5 separate regions of the Mus musculus genome follow, and all the other regions are linked to region 4. A link is a contact called in public promoter capture Hi-C data. All regions are on one chromosome and are shown on one strand. The core of a region is the stretch at or near the end of the contact, and the rest is flanking DNA. Distances in the headings are between cores, read along the strand shown.

Region 1 (3,618 bases), core at 586-3,085, 520 kb before region 4:
TGCCTACTCCATCTTCTTTAGAGTGCCTGTCACTTAAGGTTCTTTTCCTTTTCTTGTATTTATTCATTAATTTATCTTTTTTTATTTCTCTTTTTATTTATTTGTTTATTTATAGAAACGGTCTCACTTTGTAGCCTGGCTGTCCTGAAATTTGGTATGTACATTGGGCAAGCCTCTAACTCACAAAGACTCACCCACCTCTTTCTTCAGAGTGCTAGAATCAAAGACATGAGCCACTATATGCAGCTTTTCTCCCTTTAAGATTGTATGTGGGCTGGAGAGATGACTCACATATCAAGAGCATATATGATGCTCTTCCAGAGGTCCTGAGTTCAATTCCCAACAACCACGTGGAAGCTCACAACCATCTGTAATGGGATCTGGTGCCCTCTTCTGGCCTGCAGGCATACATGCAGGCCGAACACTATCCATAATAAATAAACAAACAAATCTTAAAAAATAAAAGGTCGTGTGTGTGTGTGTGTGTGTGTGTGTGTGTGCGCGCGCGCGTGCGTGAGTGTGTAGCTATGCGTGTATGGCTGCCTGTGGAGGGCAGGGAAAGGCACTGACTCATAGGAAGCTAGAGTTACACATTGCTTTGACCCACCTGATATGGTTGTGGGGGATTGAACTTGGGTCCTTGAGAATAGCCAGTGCTCTTAATCTCTGAGCCATCTTTCCAGTCCTTATTTTATTTCAAGGATAGGTTCTTACTATATTATCTAGGCTAGCTTTTCTTGGGCTCAGGCAATCCTCCCATTACATATGCCTAAGACACACACACTTTTTTGGTGACTGGCTAACATGGGTGCTGGGGAATGAGCTTTCAAAGGGCAGTACATGTTCCTAACCACTGAGCCAGCTCTCCAACTGTAACACACACAGACTTTTTTGTGTATGGTGTGCTGGGGCTGAAACCCAGACTCCACATCTGCCTAGAATATACTCTGTCACTGAGCAACACCTTCAGCTCTATAATTTTCTCCTGTTCATTTTTCTTGTTACCCTCCTGTGTTATCAGTTTTCTGAGAGCAAGAGTTGTCCTTTGCAATCCTCTCAACACTCTATTCCTAGTACCTAGGACAATATCCAAATCACACATTAGGTTTTTGTCGTTGAATAATTAAGTGCATACATGCTCATTCATGTAGCAGAGGCTGGAGCTACAGTTGTGAGCAGAAACAGGCACGTTTCTTTGCCTGGTGGTGTTCACCATTTAGAAGGTGACACTAAACACCTCTAAGACTGTATAATGTCTAAGCCTGGTGAAGGGAATTGAATTTGGTACTGTGAAGGTCCCACTGCAGTGAGGAGATAGGCTTCATTGAAAGTGCATGTAAAAGATGAACTAACCATTCCAAAATTCTCCATCTCTGGTCTTTGATTCTTCCCCGAACCTTTCAGAATCCCAAGCTCTTAAGGAAAAACCGCACCGCTCGGGTCGTTGATCCCCTAATGCACTGACCTCTGAGCAGCTCACAAGTCCCCGGCGTGTAACCTGCTTGCTTACGGCAGCGGCGGAACCCGGTTCCTTTGGTCACCGAGTCCACCCTTTCCTGGGAAGCCATGGGAGGGCCCTAGGAGGGAGAGAAGCAATGACTCGCCCTAGTTACGCTTCGCAATCCGGACCTCTCATCACGAGCAACCTGGGAGTCTGAGAAGCTGGTGCCCGACCCCTCGGCTCCGGACAGCGCAGTGACCACAGTCCCTATCGTGACGGTCCGGGGAGGAGCGCTCACCTTAGGCGATGACCTGGGCGTGACAGAGCCCTCCGCACGGAGAAACTCCAAGGAGCTAGAGTGTCAGCGTCCTCACTAATCGCTCCTTGTTACCATGGTAACTAGCGACACGCCTCCACGCACGCGCATTAGCGTCTGGTCGGCCGCTGCTTCCCGGAAGTAACTGCGCCTGGGTCACGGCGCAAGCGCAAACTACGCGTGGTGCGGCGAGGGGCAAAGGCGCGCGTTCTCTGCTCTGCGCCCCGGGCGGAGAAGGCATCATGTCAGACAACGAGGACAAGTGAGCACGGGCCACGGAAGGAGGGAGGTCGTGGTGCGAGCAGGGCTCTTGGAGCACAGGCTAGCCCAGCTGCTGGGTTGGTGGGGCGAAGTCTTCAGAACTTCCTACCTCGCGGAGCAATGGGGACAGTGGTCAGAGAGTTCAGTCCGTGTGGCCCCTGTCCTCTGAGCGCTCTCTTTCTGGAAGGGAATGCCAGAGGTGTGTAGCTTGTGTAGTCGTGGAAGTAGGAAGGAAAAAGCAACCCAGAGAATGGCCTGGAAGGCTGGGAGCAGACGCGGGCTTGGGCTAGGTGTGATAGTAGCAGAGGTGGCAGAAGTGGGGATAGACTCTAGAGAGCATGAAGTTTAGTGTTGTTTGAGGCAAGGCCTCACTCTGAAACCCAGGCTGCCCGGGAATTCACTATATAGCTAAGGCTGGCTTTGAATTCGACACAGTCCTCTGCTTCAGCTTCCCAAGTGTTGATATATCTGGCATGAACCACCAGACCCAGCTGGATTATGGACATTTTTTTTTTTTTTTTCCGAGACAGGGTTTCTCTGTATAGCCCAGGCTGTCCTGGAACTCACTTTTGTAGATCAGGCTGAACTCAGGAATTCACCCACCTCTGCCTCCCCAAGTGCTGGGATTAAAGGCGTGCGCCACCACCACCCGGCTGGACATATTTTTATTTTATTTATTTGGAGACCAAATATAACCTTATATCAGGTGGTTCGAACATAGAGATTCATCTACCTCTGCTTTCCAGGTGATTTTTGTTCTTTTTTTTTTTTTTTTTTCCTGAGACAGAGTCTTTCAACATAGTCCTAGCTGTGTCTGGAAGTCACTGTGTAGATTTGGCTGTCCTCAAACTTACAGAGATCTGCCTGCTTTCACCTCCTGAGCACTGGATTACAGGCGTGCGCCACCATGCCTGGATCCTGATATATTTTAAAGATAGAACCTAAAGGATTTCTTGATACGCTGTATATGTTAATCAAGAGAGAAGATGAACTATGGTAGTCCTGATAGATCAGTCAGAATTCAGAGTCTGGGCGTGGTGGTTCACACCTGTAATCCTAGCACTTGGGAGGCTACTGCAGGGGAATTGTCCTGAACTAGATGTCAACATAGTGAGTCTCAGGCCAGCCTGAGTTACATACTGTGCAGTAAGATTGACTTCAAAACAAGCATACAAAATACAGTCAAAAATGCAATGAAAGCAGAGATGACGGCGTTGACCAGGGCAGTGATTGCCACCAGAGAAGAGATGGTGAGTGAGTGACTTGGGGGGAAGAGAACCCAGAAAAGCATCCCCTCCCCCAGAGTGGGAGGCAGGAGGGAGGAGCCAGGTATGCTGGCTGTCCAGGGGAAGGGTTCAGCATTGTAAAGATCCTTAGTGAAGCTGGGGGTGGTGCAAGCCTTTGATTCCAGCACTCAGGGCAGAGACTTGGGGGGGGGGGGGGGAATCTCTCAGTTCCAGGCCAGCCTTGTCTGCAGAGTGAGTTCCAGGCCAGCCTTGTCTGCAGAGTGAGTTCCAGGACAGCCAGGCAGCACAAAGAGACACTTTTCTTTTTTTTTTTTTTTTTTTTTTTAAAGATTTATTTATTTATTACATGTAAG
Region 2 (3,587 bases), core at 473-2,972, 760 kb before region 4:
ACTGAAACGCAAAAATGTTCTGGGTAGGACCGGGAGGATGGAGAAAAAAAGGGCCAGGACTAGAAGCAAGATGTTGTCTTACCCATTAGGAGGCCAGGTCTATACCACTCTAGTATCTCCCCAAGGCTGACACCTCTCTAGAATCTTTTTTTTTTTTTAAAGATTTTTATTTATTTACTAAGTATACAGTGTTCTGCCTGTATGCATGCCTGCAGGCCAGAAGGGAACACCAGATCCCATTACAGATGGTTGGGAGCCACCATGTGGTTGCTGGGAGTTGAACTCAGGACCACTGAAGAGCAGTCAGTGCTCTTAACTGCTGCGCCATCTCTCCAGCCCCCTCTTTAGAATCTTTTGCCATCTCTTCTCCAAACACTGGGCAGCAGCCTTCCTTCCCATCGGAAAAAGAAAGACAAGGAAGCTGCTCTGCCTTCTCAACTCCCCATCAGAGAGCCAGGATTCCACTGATGAGAGGCTGTGGCTGTTCCTGGCCAGTATGTTCTGGCTGCAGCAGCTGCTGGGACCCCTCTGGGCTCCTCCCACACTCGATAGGACTTCTTAAATGGGGAAAGCGGCTGAGTGAACACCATGTGCCAGACCTGTGCTGGGTACACAGAGATGTCTGGAGCAAAGGGAAGTCTTTGAGGAGCACACCAACTCTCTACCCCCACACAGTAGGTGCTCAAGTGGTATGGCTCTGAACTGAAACTAAGAGAGCAAAGCTTGGTGTGGTGCACAGGGCTTCCTGTAGTCACCCTTCCCCCTCCCAAGCCTGAAGGGTGCATACTGAAGTCAGCTTGCAGTTGCCCACCGGCTCTCTTGCTCTGTAGCTATGAACACCTATTGTATGCTCAGGCTGGTGTTCAGCGGAACATTTCAAAGAGAAAATCGGGTTTGGGGGTTCAGAGCAGCACCCATACATATCAAGGCCTGACAAGAAGGAAGGGCAGGCGCCTGGGACATTTGCTAAAAGAAATGAGAAAGAGTTTTACAAATAGGGGAAGCGGTCAAAGCTTGGGACTCTTTAAAGTGTAGAGTGACAGGACCTCAAGGGCTGACGAGCAGACCAAGCAGACCAGGGTATCTTGTTTACCCTGTGGCATAGACTGGACAAGGACAGTTGTCCTACCAAGCTACTATACACAATGAATGCAGAATTTTGGGGACTGATCCAAGGACATTAGTATCTGGTAGTCCCAGGTACCCCAAGTTCTGAGCCAGTGGTCCAGCAGGCAAGGGGGATGGTCAGGGAATAGTATGGTGGAGAAGAAGTCCCCAGGCAGCATCCCCTAGTGACTGGCCTGCACAGGTCCTGAAGGCCTGTCCCTTCTAGGCAGCCTTCCTTTCCCTCTAAGAGAGCAAAGGTTGTTTATACCCAGGGCGGTGATGGCAGGAGCAGCTTACCTGCTTCCCGCCACCCGCCGCGGTGACAGGACAGGCTGCGGGAAGGAAGAGCCCGCACTCAACTGCGGACCTCAGAGAGACAGACCGACGGACACTCGGCAGGCGGGTCGGACAACCCGGGGGTCGTTGAGGCCCGGAAGCAGAGAGAGAGAGAGAGAGAGAGAGAGAGAGAGAGAGAGAGAGAGAGAGAGAGAGAGAGAGAGACTCCAAACTTGAGAGAGAGAGAGACTCCAAACTTGGAGAAAGGAGTGACCTGGGGGCCGGGGGCGGAGTCGTGAGCGGGGGAGGAGAGCGCCCGCGCCAGCGCCAGCACCAGCCAGAGGAGCGCGCCGGCCCAGGAAGCCAGAGCGCCGCCCACCCATCCGGGGCGAAGCGCGCGGGGAAGCAGGCTGGGCCGGGGGCTGCCAGCCTCAACCCCCAAGGTGACTCCTCGGCCCCCTGCCCGGACCCAAGATGATGAAGAGGCAGTTGCACCGCATGCGGCAGCTGGCCCACACGGGCAGCTCGGGACGGTGAGTGTCACCCGCTTCTAGCCGTGCTATCGTTTCGCAGGACCTGAGCGAGCGCAGGAGAGTGGGGAACTGGTCACAGAGGTCGAAGATATCTAGGCAGCGGCCCTCTGGCATGCCAGAGCCCTGACCTCGTTTCCTGGGGTCTGAAGTCACTGTGGTCGCACAAGCATAGCTGGCTTTTGCGGGCGGTGGAGGGGGAGCGGGGGAAGGCACCTCCATTCCCGGTTGGAGAGGCTGCTGCAGAGAGCAGAATGCGTCCTGAGCCAAGACGCTGCCTGGAACCTCATTTGTCCCCTCCGGACAATGGGAACAGTTAGCCACCTCTAACTGGAGGGAAGGGGAGGAACGGAGCCGATCGGGGGCCCCAGACCCTGGGGGAAGGGACTGGCAGTGTTCTGGCCTGGGGAGGAGGGGCCTGCTCTGCTCTGGGTGTCCGTCCCCTCCCCCAACCCAGGGGCCTCCTGCCATTTGGTCCTGCTTCTGCTTTTCGTAGGCTCAGGTAGAGACACCCCTTGGTCTCCTCGGTTCCCAGCCCCAAAACTATGGGAGCGGAAGTTTGGGGAGTTTCTCGGAGCCTTTCTTTCTGTCCCTCTTCCCCAGCCTGGGAGTTCCCCATTCTTTGGGCCCAGAGAGGTGACCGTGTATCCAGAAACTTGATCCAGACCTTGCAGTGACACAAACACTTATATGTACCTACGAAGCCAAGCCACTCTGCCCTGAACCCATGTCCCTATGTATCCTTGGGCAGAGTCCCCAGACCTGCCCACAGCTGCAGTCCAATGTCGTATGCCTGTGGGCCTGGCCACCCCGGAGACCAGCTTCCACACTTCCCGTTCTGGGGGCCAGCTTAGGCCTCCTCTTTCCGGGCCAGGCAAACTATTTAGGGGGATGGGGAGATGAGAAACTTTTCCTCTGTCCCGAAGTTGGGCCCTGGGTAGCTCCCTCCTGCTTTTTTCGGTGTCATGGGTCCACCCTCTCCCAGGACACAGCCCTGGGTGGAGGAGGAAGCAGGCATGCATCCTCTTAACTACCATGGAATGTGCTCCAGCTACGATGTGGACGGGCCACCCAGGCTTGGTGGGTCCTGGAAGCATCTTGGGTTCAGGTTCCATGTGCAGGGGTTAGAGGGAGGCAGTGGGTTCCCTAACCCAGACTGACTCATCCAAAGCCCCCTTCCCCCACAGCACCCCGGAGACTGCCGAGTTTTTGGGTGAGGACCTGCTGCAGGTACGTGCCTGGGCCTGGGCGGGCTGGGCTGGGAGGCAGGCCCATGCAGGCTGTCAGTATAGAGGCTGGCAGGCGGGGACAGCAGTCAAGGGCCTGGTTGTGTCATTCCCTGCTGGCCAGGGAAGGCCCAGGAGGGAAGAGAAAAGTGATTCTTGTTCTAGGGGAGACACAGTATACAGTCCTCACACGCCCCGCCCCTGTACCTCCCAGGTAGAGCAACGGCTGGAGCCAGCTAAACGAGCAGCCCACAATGTTCACAAACGGCTGCAGGCCTGTCTGCAGGGCCAAAGCGGGGCTGACATGGACAAGCGGGTGGTAAGTGGGGTCTCTGGGAGGAGAGACCTGTGTGGTGAAGGATGGGGTGGGAATGACCCCCCCCTGGGTGGGCTGCAGCTTCTGAGCTTTGCTCTGAGCTAGTAGGCCCCCAAGCGGTCTAGGTGGGCG
Region 3 (3,696 bases), core at 543-3,042, 940 kb before region 4:
ACACACACACACAGAGGCAAACATGCCTAGCCCTCGTGATGCAGCTCCGGGTGTTGAGATGCCCCTCCTCCGTCAGCGAAGCCAACAGCCAGGGCTGCAGCTTCTACTACATTCCTCCAGGTACTGCCGAGCAGCTGCCCCTTCCCCCAGCTTCTCCTCCCACAGCCTGGCCTGCTGACAGTGACATCCGCAGCCGGACACAGGAGCACGCGCGCACACACATGCACGCGCACTCAGCACACACAGGCGCACACACACACCCCAGTTCAACACCTGTATCTCTCAACAAGGAGCCAGCTGCAGGGTAAGAAGAGTCCAGAGCCCTGGGAAGTACCCTTAAGTACCACATGTATCCAGATCTGGCTGAGATTCTGAGCAGTGTCCCCGGCTCATTCTCCTTGGTCATGCCTGACACACCGAGGCCTGGCAGCCTCTATCCTCCTCCACACAATCTCCCCAAGTACGCAGATTCAGAGAGAGAGAGAGAGAGAGAGAGAGGGAGAGAGAGAGAGAGAGAGAGAGAGAGAGAGAGAGACGCACACAGGCACATACAGACACACAGACACATACAAGCTCTCTCCCCTCCAAATATTCCAAGGAAGCCCTGCTGAGCCACAGATTGTGTGTGTGTCTGTGTGGCAATGGGGGTCTATCCTGAGTCAATACACATCCTTTCCACATGCATATACCACCCCACCAGCCAACACACCCACCCTCTACCCCCTCCTAGCCAGTAGCAGTACACACACACACACACACACACACACACACCACTAGGCAATGGTGGGGCTCAGTCAGAGCTGCAGTCTGTCCGTTTATGCTGGTGCTTCTGTCCCACACCAGCCCTGCCGAGGGGAAAAAAATCCAAGTCCTTGCAAGGGTCCCAGCATACCCTAACTCTGGTCCCCCTACTACATTCACAGTGCCCCTGAGAGATAGGGGGCAAGTCGAAAGCCGGTCCCTTCCCCCTGGGCTAGAGATCTAGCCACCCTGTGAAGCCCCCCTTACCAGTGAGATGAATTCCTTGACCCGCCACGACTCAGTGAAAAGCGGGCCGGAGCTCTGGTTCGCCAAAATGGGGGCCAGAGAGGTGCGGCGTGGTACTGGCTAGCAAAACCCTGCTCAAGCTTCTGCATCACCACCGCGAAAATGTTCACCTCGACGCTCGTCCTCCCTGCCCTCCCACCACGCCTCCGCCCAGCCTCTCCCCCACCACCTTGCGCAGGGTGGTCCCTTGGGGGTCTTATGGGGGATCCCCAGACCAAGAAGAACCAAGAAGAGTGGCTCTCCCTGCCTCATCCTCCCCTCCCAGGTCCCTTTCCAAGCCCCACCCCCGCTGGCGGCCAGGGAGCCCTCAGCTCAGCCTGGATTCCCGGGGTCCCCGCCAGCCGCCTGCAGCACTCGGATCCGGAGGAATCCACTCACCTCCAGTCCTGACTGGGATCCGAGCGGGATGCCACCACCTCCCGGCAGCGGCTGCTGCGGGGCCTGCGCCGGAGAGCGAGCGTGAGCGCGGGTGCGAGTGTGCGCGGCGGCCGGCCGTGGCTCTGTGCGTGTCGTGTGTCTGTGGCGTGGCCCGGGCGTGTGTGTCTGTGAGCGTGCGTGTGCGCGCAGACACTGCCACCCCCGCCTCCCGCCGCGTAGGGCTGCTGCCCGCAGAGGGCCCGGGTGCTGGGCGGAGGACCTCAGGGGCTGGCGATCACTGCGTCTGTCGGTCCGTCCGGCTCTGTAGCCAGATCCCTTCACAGGCCTCTCTCCGCTGCAGACCCTCCCGCCCCTCCGCCGTCTGCTTCCACGGCCACAAGCGCGCTCCCAGACACACGCCACGGGGCGGGGGCCGCGCTGGGCTCTGGCGCTACTGCAGCTGCAGCGCCCTGTGAGGTGGCTGCACCGCGGACCGCCAAGCCCCGGGCACCCGCCGAGCGCGCCCCCCGGCCCCGCCCCACCTCGGCCACCTCTCTCCGGGCTATGTCTCAGTTCACCCCACCACCGCCTCCTCCAGCTCATTCAACAGCTGGAGGCAAAGTTGCCCCGGGTGCAGCGCCCTGCTCGAGGACAATCTCATCCCCAACCCCGCTTCCCCCCTTCCCATGCCCGAGCACCCCTTTCCGCCTGCGCCCTGACCCGGTGTTCCGCGTGTAACCACTGGAGAGCACTGCGGTGGAGCTGCTGCGTTCCCATTTTGCAGGCGGGACAGCTGAGGCGGGTGAGCAGAGTGCTTGCCCAAAGTTTATACAGCGAGTCCGAGTCCGTGGAGTCTCCCAATTCTCCCTGCCTCCAAACCAAGGCATTTGGCTACCCCTCGCTGCCTTACCCCATCCCCGGGAGCATATTGGGCTCTGTGGCCACAAAGAGAAACTTCCTAAGGCCTTCCTGGCCACAGCTTAAGCTCCGCTTCAAACACAGACACCACCACCATCACCACCACCACCACCACCTGCAAGGGAGTCTCCCTGCAAGGCAGCGGTAGTTGAGGCTCTGCACCCGAAGCTGGGCACACAAGCAGCTGGTGGGAGTCTGGGCTGATGTCAGGAGTCTCCTCCAGCCGTTGTGACCCGCCAACCCAGACAGTTGAGCTCTGCCGCCGCCAGACTTTGTGCTTCGCAATCACTTTTCCGGGCCGCATTCACCAGAGCCTGTCCTCAGGTGGTGCACAGCGACTCAGCCCGGCTGCTGGAACTCCTAACAGGCCTGGGCTGAGTCTGGACAGATGAATGGGAGCTGATGGGTAGGAGTTGCTCAGCTGAAGGAAGTGGAGAAGGGTATCCCAGACTGCGGGAACGACATGTGCAAAGTCACAGAGGCGGAAAGCATCCTGGTGTACTTAGTACAGAGGGACCCGTGGAGTTGGGTAGCACTAGAGCAGAAAGAAATGCTGTACAAAATCGCCTCGCTCTTGTCATCCGAGGACAGGAAAGTAGCCCAGGATAGGACCAGAAGGGTAGATAAGCGCTGAGACCCAGGCCACCTGTTATGTCACAATTTAGAGAGACTGTGGGGTGTCTCACCTCTAAGCCTCCCGACCTGTACCTTTTTGAGTGGCAGGCGCATTTCTTCCTACCCATCCTTCAGATCTTCTTTGCAGACCCAATGAAACCTTATGCTGCCTCTGTCTACTAACCTAATCCCCTTCCCCGAAGAGGGACCATAAGAACTCAGGGTTCCCTAACCGAGGCTAGGCACCGAGGTGGGTCCAGCTCCAGTAGCACACACCCCACCCCCGCCCCTACCATCCCCCACCCCACCATCTCCCGATCCCACCTCCGCCAAGCTCGCTTCTGTTGAAGAGACGGCTGCCCCTGCGCCCTCTAGCGGATCAAATGCGCGACTGCAGAAAACTCCCTGTGGCTCGCGTGTGCTGAGGTGGGCGCTGGCAGAGGCCTACTAAATCCAGCCCTGGTCCAAGACATTGAGCACTGACTCTGGGAAGCACCAGGCATAGAATTGCAAAGTAACATCTCTGATTCATCTGTATGAGTGTCCCGGTCATCAGCCAGAGTGAGAGTCACACCTTGCCCCACCCCCACCCCCAGCCTCAGTTTCCCGCCTGTAAGAAATGGTTAAGGTCGCACTTCCTTACTGGTGCCTTCTCTTTTCTCCTGGGGCCTGCAAAGCTGGCTAGACTCACTCAGCGGTAGTTTTGAGCTTCCATGGTTCCCACATTCCAGCTTTGAAGGCTGGCCCTTGCAGGGTAGA
Region 4 (3,536 bases), core at 661-3,160:
AACTCATGACTGCTTCCAAAGAAAGTACATAGGGTTATGAGGTGACAGTGTGGTTTTGGGTATTTGTTGTTGTTGTTTTTGTTTTTGAGACAGTGTCTCACCATGACGTAGCCCTGGCTGGCCTGGCACTTGCTATGTAGTCCGAGCTGGCCTCCAACTCACAGAGCTCCTCCTGCCTCTGCCTCTGAAGTGCTGCAACAGTTTGTTCTGACCTAGTTACGGAGGTCAAGGTGCTGAAGGAAGAGCAGGAGTTAACTGGCTGATGGGGAGAAGAAACAGCTCCCAGACAGAGGGCAACGAGGCTGGAAGGAAAACACTCCTGGATGCTGCCCAGCCCCACGGCCACTAGCCACACACCAAAACAAAAGTTCTGAAATTTGGTTAGCGTGACTAAAGAAATTAATAACCAATACATGGTAAAAATTTAAAATATTTGTTTATTCGTATTTTGGACAAACCGAGTTAAGTGCAACAATAGTCAAGTTAATTTAATCTGTTTTGAATTGACTTGTTAAAAAGCCTAGGGCCGGGTATGGAGCACTAGCCTTTAATCCCAGCGCTCTGGAGAAAGAGGCGGGAGGACTTTTGTAAGTTGGGAGAGCAGCCAGAACTACATATTGAGCCCCAGTCTCAAATATCAAACAAACAAAGCGGGGCTGGTGAGATGGCTCAGTGGGTAAGAGCACCCGACTGCTCTTCCGAAGGTCCGAAGTTCAAATCCCAGCAACCACATGGTGGCTCACAACCATCCGTAACGAGATCTGACTCCCTCTTCTGGAGTGTCTGAGGACAGCTACAGTGTACTTACATATAATAAATAAATAAATAAATCTTAAAAAAAAAAAAACAAACAAAGCAAAAGGGTAGGGGTTGAAGGCAGGCTGGGTGTGTGTCTGTAATTCCAGCACTGAGAGGCTGAGGCAGGAGGATGAGATAAGGAGTACCCAGGGAGACTTTATCTCAAAATACGAAAGGTGCTTCGGGGATAGCACCGGTAGAGGGCGCACAAGGTTTAATATCAAAAAGCTTCTAGAGCCTGGCGGTGGTGGCGGACGCCTTTAATCCCAGCACTTGGGAGGCAGGCGGATTTCTGAGTTTGAGGCCAGCCTGGTCAACAGACTGAGTTCCAGGACAGCCAGGGCTACACAGAGAAACCCTGTCTCGAAAAAAACAAACAAGCAAACAAACAAACATACAAACAAACAAACAAACAAAAAAACTTCTAGAATGATCGCAACTTTCAAATGTGTTCTGCTTTATGTTTCTGTAGCGGTTGCTACACTAGATATGGTTGATTTTGATGTGGAATTCTCTCTTCGAACGCTGTGTGGCAAAGGTGGAGGAAGACTGCTTGGAGCTGGGTCCTGTCCTTTATGGTGGGATGACCTCGTACACCCACTAGGCAGCCAAGAAACGCCTCCTGGATGGCCATTTCTTCATTTACCAAACCGAGCTACAATGTCCTTAGGACTTGAGGAATCCTGGAGCTGACTCTCCAGTTCTCTACCCCTTGTACACTGGGCAACCTTCCCTGGACCTCAGTTTCCCTTGCTTGTGGGAGTGTGGAGGAGGCAAGACTGGCAGGAGCCAGTTTGCTACTGGCAGGGAGTCGTCATATCTGTCCGTCTGTCTTACCTGAAAGCTTCGGCAGAAGCGTCAGGGCGGGTTCCGCCACCAGCCCCTCCAGTGACCGGACCAAGCTCCGGATGTCCGCCAGCATCCGCGGCCCAAGGGGCGCGGTTTGCTTTGTGGCCGGGGCGGGGGAGCTGCAGGTCGGTCCATTTTGCTACTGTGAGTCCAGCCTGGGTCACCACTTAACATTTTTAACACAACAAAGCAGCTTTCGGCCTGCTTTGTTGCCAAGGAAAACGATTACTATGACGACGGCGGCGCTGACCCGGGGACCAGACCAACGTATTTAGGGGGTCATGCCTCTCCCAGCCTATGCCACAAGGCATGTGTGTATCTCCAGAAGTCGTGCCCAAGGCATGTGTGTATCTCCAGAAGTCGTGCCCAAGGCTTTCTTCTATTCGTGAACCTTAGAGAGTCCGCAGGGGCTCCGCTGCTTCGCGGAGGCTCGTCTCGGAGCTGGCTCCCTCTGCATTCTCAGTGGTAGAAGCCAGAGAGGCTGCGCATGCGCACGATGGTTGCCCGGCGCCGGCCAATCGCGGTCGCGGCGGTTGACGCGGCCTGGGCAGATCCTTGCAGAAAGCTGCAGGCTAGCTCGGGATTCCGGCTTCGCAGACAGGTACCTCTGGGAGCGGCGGGCGGATATCCGTGCCAGTAGTGGTGGGTGGGATGCCCGGGTACCCCTGGAGAAGCGGGCAGGCTGGACCGTGGCATGCTCCGCGGGCACCTCTTGCGACGGAGACTCGGAGATGGTGTTTTGACCCCATCCTTTGAAGGTCTTCTCCTAACCCGTACAGAACTCTTTGGGTTTTGTGACCCGTGAGACTGGCTGGCTCTTAACTTTTTCGAGACACCTTTCCCTTTGAGAATCCAGTGAAAACCAAAGATGCTTCCTTCCTTTATTTTTTGTCAGAATGAAGAGAATGTATTTTATAGCCTGATGCAAACTAAAGCTTCGCACAGTAAGTGCATTTCCCTGTAAAGGGGGACAATTTGATCTACTTCTCAGGGTCATGGTGAGCATCAAATGTCCCAACAGTTTGTAAACATGAAAGCACTCTTAACCTACGAGCTGCAGGCTGTTATCATTCGTGATTATAAATAAGGGACGTCACTGGCCGGAGAAATGGATCAGAGTCTCAGAGAACTGGTTGCTGTTGCAGAGAACTGGGATTCGATTCCCAGCTCACAAACGCCAGTAACTCTAGTTGTAGAATCTGCAGACACAAGGCACGACCATGGTATCCCAGGCAAAACACTCAGACACATTAAAAACAACAGCAAACAAAGCCTTTGAGGCCCTTGGGGGATGATAAAACGTTGGACTCCCCAGAGGGTGAGCAACAGGGTTGGTTGGGAACCAAGTGCAAACCTTTAATTTTCTTGGCCCATAGTCTTCTATGAGAGAGCTTCCCTAAAGAACCCTAGGATACCTTGAACGGTGTGTGTATGTGTGTGTGTTTAAAAAAAAAAATCTGTGAAGGGGACTAGAGAAAAGGCTCAGTGAATGTGGGTACTTGCTGCTCAAGTGTGAGACCATGGATTCAAGTCCCCAACATCTCAGTTAAAAGCCTACCACAAGCCGGCGCGTGGTGGCACACGCCTTTAATCCCAGCACTCGGGAGGCAGAGGCAGGCGGATTTCTGAGTTCGAGGCCAGCCTGGTCTACAAAGTGAAGTTCCAGGACAGCCAGGGCTACACAGAGAAACCCTATCTCGAAAAACCAAAAAAAAAAAAAAAAAAAAAGCCTGCTACAAGCTCGGACCCCTGCAATGCTAACACTGTTGGTGGCGGAGACAGGATTGCTTGTGCTCGCTGGCCGCCAGTCTAGCTCCAGGTTCAGTGAGAGACCCCATCTAAAGGGAATGCAACAGGACACCTGACGTCCCCCCTCCAGACTCCGAATC
Region 5 (3,662 bases), core at 564-3,063, 780 kb before region 4:
CTGTGATGGGCCCAGCTGCCACCGCCTTGATTTCTCCTCCCCTTGAATTGTGGGAAACCCTGTCTTCTTTAAGTTGCTTTTATCAGAGCAGTTTAATCACAGCAACAGGAAAAGAAACTCAGGGATTCACCAGATGCAATGCTTCAGGATGAGACTTCCCAGAGGCAGGGAGGGACACAAACCACAAGCATGCAAAGAAATACACTGTGGGGCAGCTGGAGGTTAGAGCTCAGGTGGTGATGTGTCTGCCTAACATGTTTATATGAAATGCTAGGTACCACAGAAATCGCCAGCTTGGGCTATAAGGACTCTAGATGGAGGCAGAAGTAGCTGGAGATGTCTCTCAGTTGGTAGCGTGTTGCTTAGCTTGCAAGAAGTCCTATTCTCTTGCAGGTGTGGTGATGCACGCAGAAGGTGGAGAAAGAAGGATCAGAGATCAAGTCTATAGTGCGTTCAAGGCCTGCCTAGGCTTACAGGAGACCCTGCCTCTGTCGCTCCACCAAAAGTGCCTGTGAGTAGTGATCTGACTTTAAATCAATTTGGCAAATGCAGTTTGGGTTTTTGTTTTGGGTTTTGTTCTGTGTAGCCCTGGGTCCTGGAACTCGCTCCGTAGACCAGGCTGACTTTGAACTCGGAGATTCACCTGCCTCTTCCTCTCAAGTGCTAGGTGGCGTGCGCCACCACTGCCCGGCCTGCAGTTGGGTTTTATTTCATTAACAATTTTAAAAATAAAGAAAACAAAGCAGGCGGAGCCCATCTTGTTACCCTCTCCCGTATCTTATAGGTTGCAGGAGAGAATTAAACGTCTCACTGAGAGTTGGGTTCAGAAGAAAACCCGACTGAAATGAGGTAACTGGTTCTGCAAGGTGAATACTGATCCCTCCAAGGCCACAGGCATGCGGAACTGGATTCGCCGGTTCCTTGGTCTCAGATGCTCTTTAACTCTTCCTGGCACAGGCTCGCTGGAGAGGGCACAGTAGCCAGTTCCCCCGACGGCCGCCAGAGGCTACAGAGAGCGAACTGGCATTCCTGAGAATTAGCCAAGGCGACCGCAGAGGGTGGAAAAAGCGGGTGAAAGTACCTCACATTTTGCCTCCTCCTAAACCACCTCAAAAAAAGAGCCTGACGTCGTCACCATTCCAGTTTGGGGAAAGATAACCTCTCATTTTGCCACCACCTCTCTGGCTTCCCCATCACCTTGAGAGTGTTACGTGCTTTGAGATACGATATTCCACACTGGCCTTGAACTGATAACCTCCTGCCTCTGTCTGATAAGTGCGGGCGTTATCATCACCTTGTAGGATATATATCTGGCCTTGTCTTTCTCTCCAGGGCTGGGCACCGAATAACCCAAATGCAAGGAGTTTCTAAACTGAATGCAGAATTAAGTACTCGGTGCAAGCACTGACCCCTAATGACCTCAGGCAAACTCATAACCTGGCTCCCGGGTTTGAATGTAGATTCATAGGTTAAGAAAAAAAAAAGACTTAGCCCTTTGCTGGGCGTGGTGGCACACTTCTTTAATGTCTGCACTTGGGAGGCGGAAAAAGGCGGATCTCAGGAATTCCACGCCAGCCTATTCTACAGAGCGAGCTTCAGGACTGCCAGAGCAAGACAGTGAGCCCTTGTCTCAAAGGGGAAAAAACTGCTCAGAACAATGCCTAGGGCTTTAAGAGCTAAACAAACGTTAGCTTAACCTCATCGCGTTGGCGGCGGCCACAGTGCCCAGTTGCCCTTTTAAGGGACTTTGACATCTTCCCACGTAAGCGGAAGTACCCCTGAGGGCTCCGGAAGTGACTTCAGAACCCCTTCAGAAACATGGCTCCGGAGCGTTGTCCCGGAAGCGGTCACGGGTCTCTGCGTGACGCTAACTGAGTTAGAGCGGTCCCGCGGGGTTTCTATGGTGCCGCCCGCCACCCCCAGGCTCTCCTCTTCCTCTCCCGCCCGAGCGCCCGGAGCTGCGAGGCCGCCGACCAGCCCCACCGGCGACTCCGCCAGCCGCCAGGGGGAGGGGCGCCGACGAGGCGACGCTCTAGGCGGCTCCACCCGCGTCTCGATGGTGCCCGGCGTCCCGGTGCCGCGTTCCTACTCCGCGGGGTGGACGCGGCCCCTTTAACCGGCCGAGGGCGGAGCCGAGGAGTTCCCGCGAGAGCGGCCGGGGGGCGGGGGGCGGCGCCGAGGCCGGGGGCCCGTGGCGGATGGAGCCCGCGATGGAGCCGGAGACTCTGGAGGCACGAATCAGTGAGTGTCCGGGAGGGGCGCGAGCCGGACCGGAACCGGAACCGGGGGCGCGAGGCTGGCCCCTCTCTCTCTCCCGGCGGGGCGGGGTCCGCGCGCCCCCTCCTCACGCCCCGCCCCCCGACCCGGAGGGGCGGCGCCCCAGTCTGTCGCTCCGCTCGGACCCTGGCAGCTGCGCGCAGCCTGGCCGGGAGCGGGCGCCGCCCACCCACCCCGGTGACCCGGTGGCGCAGAGTTATCCCGGACCCCCGAAGGCCCTGCCTGTTGCACCAAAGCGCAGACCCTCGAGTCTTCCCCTAGAGGGATCCCCCCACTTCCTCAGGGCCTGAGTCTTTCAAACCCTGTGCCCGCAGCTCTTCTTAGATCTGCTCGGTCCCCCAGCCCAGGAAAGGGGGGACCCCTGGCCCATCTGATCCAGCTCTGTCCGCGCCTGGAGAAACTCCCAGTGCTTGAAAGGGTCCCGTCTAAGACTCCATAAGGAAATCAAGTTCTCTGTCGTTATACCCAAGCCCAGCCTTGCTTTGCGTCCCAGATTGCTTTCCTAGCCCCTGCTGAGCCTCCTCCCCAGGCCTCTGTCCTTGTTTCCTGTCTCCTTCGAAACAGCTTCCTCCAACTCTGGCTTCCAAGCCCCATCCTCTGTTCTCCCTGTCCCACACTGCTTGTTGAAGATCCTTGGCCTTGCCAACCCCATTCCTGAACTCTGCCCCTGGGAGCTGCAGGTTGGCTCTTCTGGTCCATTTAGTGACAGGTCTGTCCCAAGGCCTTTCAGGGATGTGACCCAGAGAAGCCTTCCGGTCTATCCTCAAGCTCAACCTCCTGGTCTGAGATATAGCAAGGATCTGTGCAGGGTGGTGTGGGCCGACATGGTCAGCATCTTTGAAGCCAGCCTCGAAGGAAGTTGAACTGGAAGGTTGATTCCCAGAGCTCACCGATCTGGGGGGGGGGGGGGGGGCGGAGGAGAGTCAGCCTGGCAGTGGGGTTGATTGGTGGTTAGAAGGAGACAGTGACCATGGACTGCATGAGATACAGTACTGCACGGGTCTCAGGAGGTCAGAGGTAAAAGAGGACCATAGATATTTTCCCCATCTGTCTTAGTCAGGGTTTCTATTCCTGCACAAACATCATGACCAAGAAGCAAGTTGGGGAGGAAAGGATTTATTCAGCTTACATTTTCCACATTGCTGTTAATCACCAAAGGATGTCAGGACTGGAACTCAAGCAGGTCAGGAAGCAGGAGCTGATACAGAGGCCATGGAGGGATATTCTTTACTGGCTTGCTTTCCCTGGCTTGCTCAGCCTGCTCTCTTATAGAACCAAGACTACCAGCCCAGAGATGGTCCCACCCACAATGGGCCTTTCCCCCTTGATCACTAATTGAGAAAATGCCTTACAGCTGGATCTCATGGAGGCACTTCCCCAACTGA

Evidence for each region. Promoter capture Hi-C pulls out the DNA fragments that hold promoters and counts their contacts.
Region 1: a contact with region 4 is called in a promoter capture Hi-C map of hippocampal neurons, with 2.6 times the contacts expected there. The contact joins the promoter of 1700088E04Rik here to the promoter of Fam227a in region 4. A contact is called at or near these places in 4 of 39 promoter capture datasets (the HPC-7 cell line, hippocampal neurons, liver and 1 more), 1 of 15 datasets of contacts at CTCF or cohesin (large pre-B cells), 1 of 484 Hi-C or Micro-C datasets (B cells), 5 of 115 datasets of contacts at active chromatin or transcription factors (astrocytes, bone marrow-derived macrophages, embryonic forebrain and 2 more) and 5 of 9 other capture datasets (adipose tissue, embryonic stem cells, liver and 2 more).
Region 2: a promoter capture Hi-C map of the C10 cell line shows a contact between it and region 4, with 2.0 times the contacts expected there. The contact joins the promoter of Sh3bp1 here to the promoter of Fam227a in region 4. A contact is called at or near these places in 2 of 39 promoter capture datasets (the C10 cell line and liver).
Region 3: a promoter capture Hi-C map of liver shows a contact between it and region 4, with 2.5 times the contacts expected there. The contact joins the promoter of Elfn2 here to the promoter of Fam227a in region 4.
Region 5: a contact with region 4 is called in a promoter capture Hi-C map of embryonic stem cells, with 3 times the contacts expected there. The contact joins the promoter of Gga1 here to the promoter of Fam227a in region 4. A contact is called at or near these places in 4 of 39 promoter capture datasets (the C10 cell line, embryonic stem cells and liver) and 1 of 115 datasets of contacts at active chromatin or transcription factors (bone marrow-derived macrophages).

The regions. Positions count from the first base shown.
Region 1 is chr15:79,139,416-79,143,033 of GRCm38.p6, forward strand. It overlaps 1700088E04Rik (RIKEN cDNA 1700088E04 gene), which reads right to left and starts at 1,836. Exons shown (of 7, transcript NM_138581.2): 1 at 1,740-1,836; 2 at 1,466-1,577. The coding sequence starts at 1,568. It overlaps Polr2f (polymerase (RNA) II (DNA directed) polypeptide F), which reads left to right and starts at 1,910. Exons shown (of 5, transcript NM_027231.2): 1 at 1,910-2,019. The coding sequence starts at 2,000.
Region 2 is chr15:78,898,046-78,901,632 of GRCm38.p6, forward strand. Sh3bp1 (SH3-domain binding protein 1) reads left to right here and starts at 1,723. Exons shown (of 18, transcript NM_001316684.1): 1 at 1,723-1,916; 2 at 3,101-3,143; 3 at 3,354-3,458. The coding sequence starts at 1,858.
Region 3 is chr15:78,716,979-78,720,674 of GRCm38.p6, forward strand. It overlaps Elfn2 (leucine rich repeat and fibronectin type III, extracellular 2), which reads right to left and starts at 1,793. Exons shown (of 2, transcript NM_001358692.1): 1 at 1,426-1,793.
Region 4 is chr15:79,657,046-79,660,581 of GRCm38.p6, forward strand. It overlaps Fam227a (family with sequence similarity 227, member A), which reads right to left and starts at 1,911. Exons shown (of 18, transcript NM_029407.1): 1 at 1,636-1,911. It overlaps Cby1 (chibby family member 1, beta catenin antagonist), which reads left to right and starts at 2,182. Exons shown (of 5, transcript NM_028634.3): 1 at 2,182-2,248.
Region 5 is chr15:78,875,377-78,879,038 of GRCm38.p6, forward strand. It overlaps Gga1 (golgi associated, gamma adaptin ear containing, ARF binding protein 1), which reads left to right and starts at 1,814. Exons shown (of 17, transcript NM_145929.2): 1 at 1,814-2,241. The coding sequence starts at 2,199.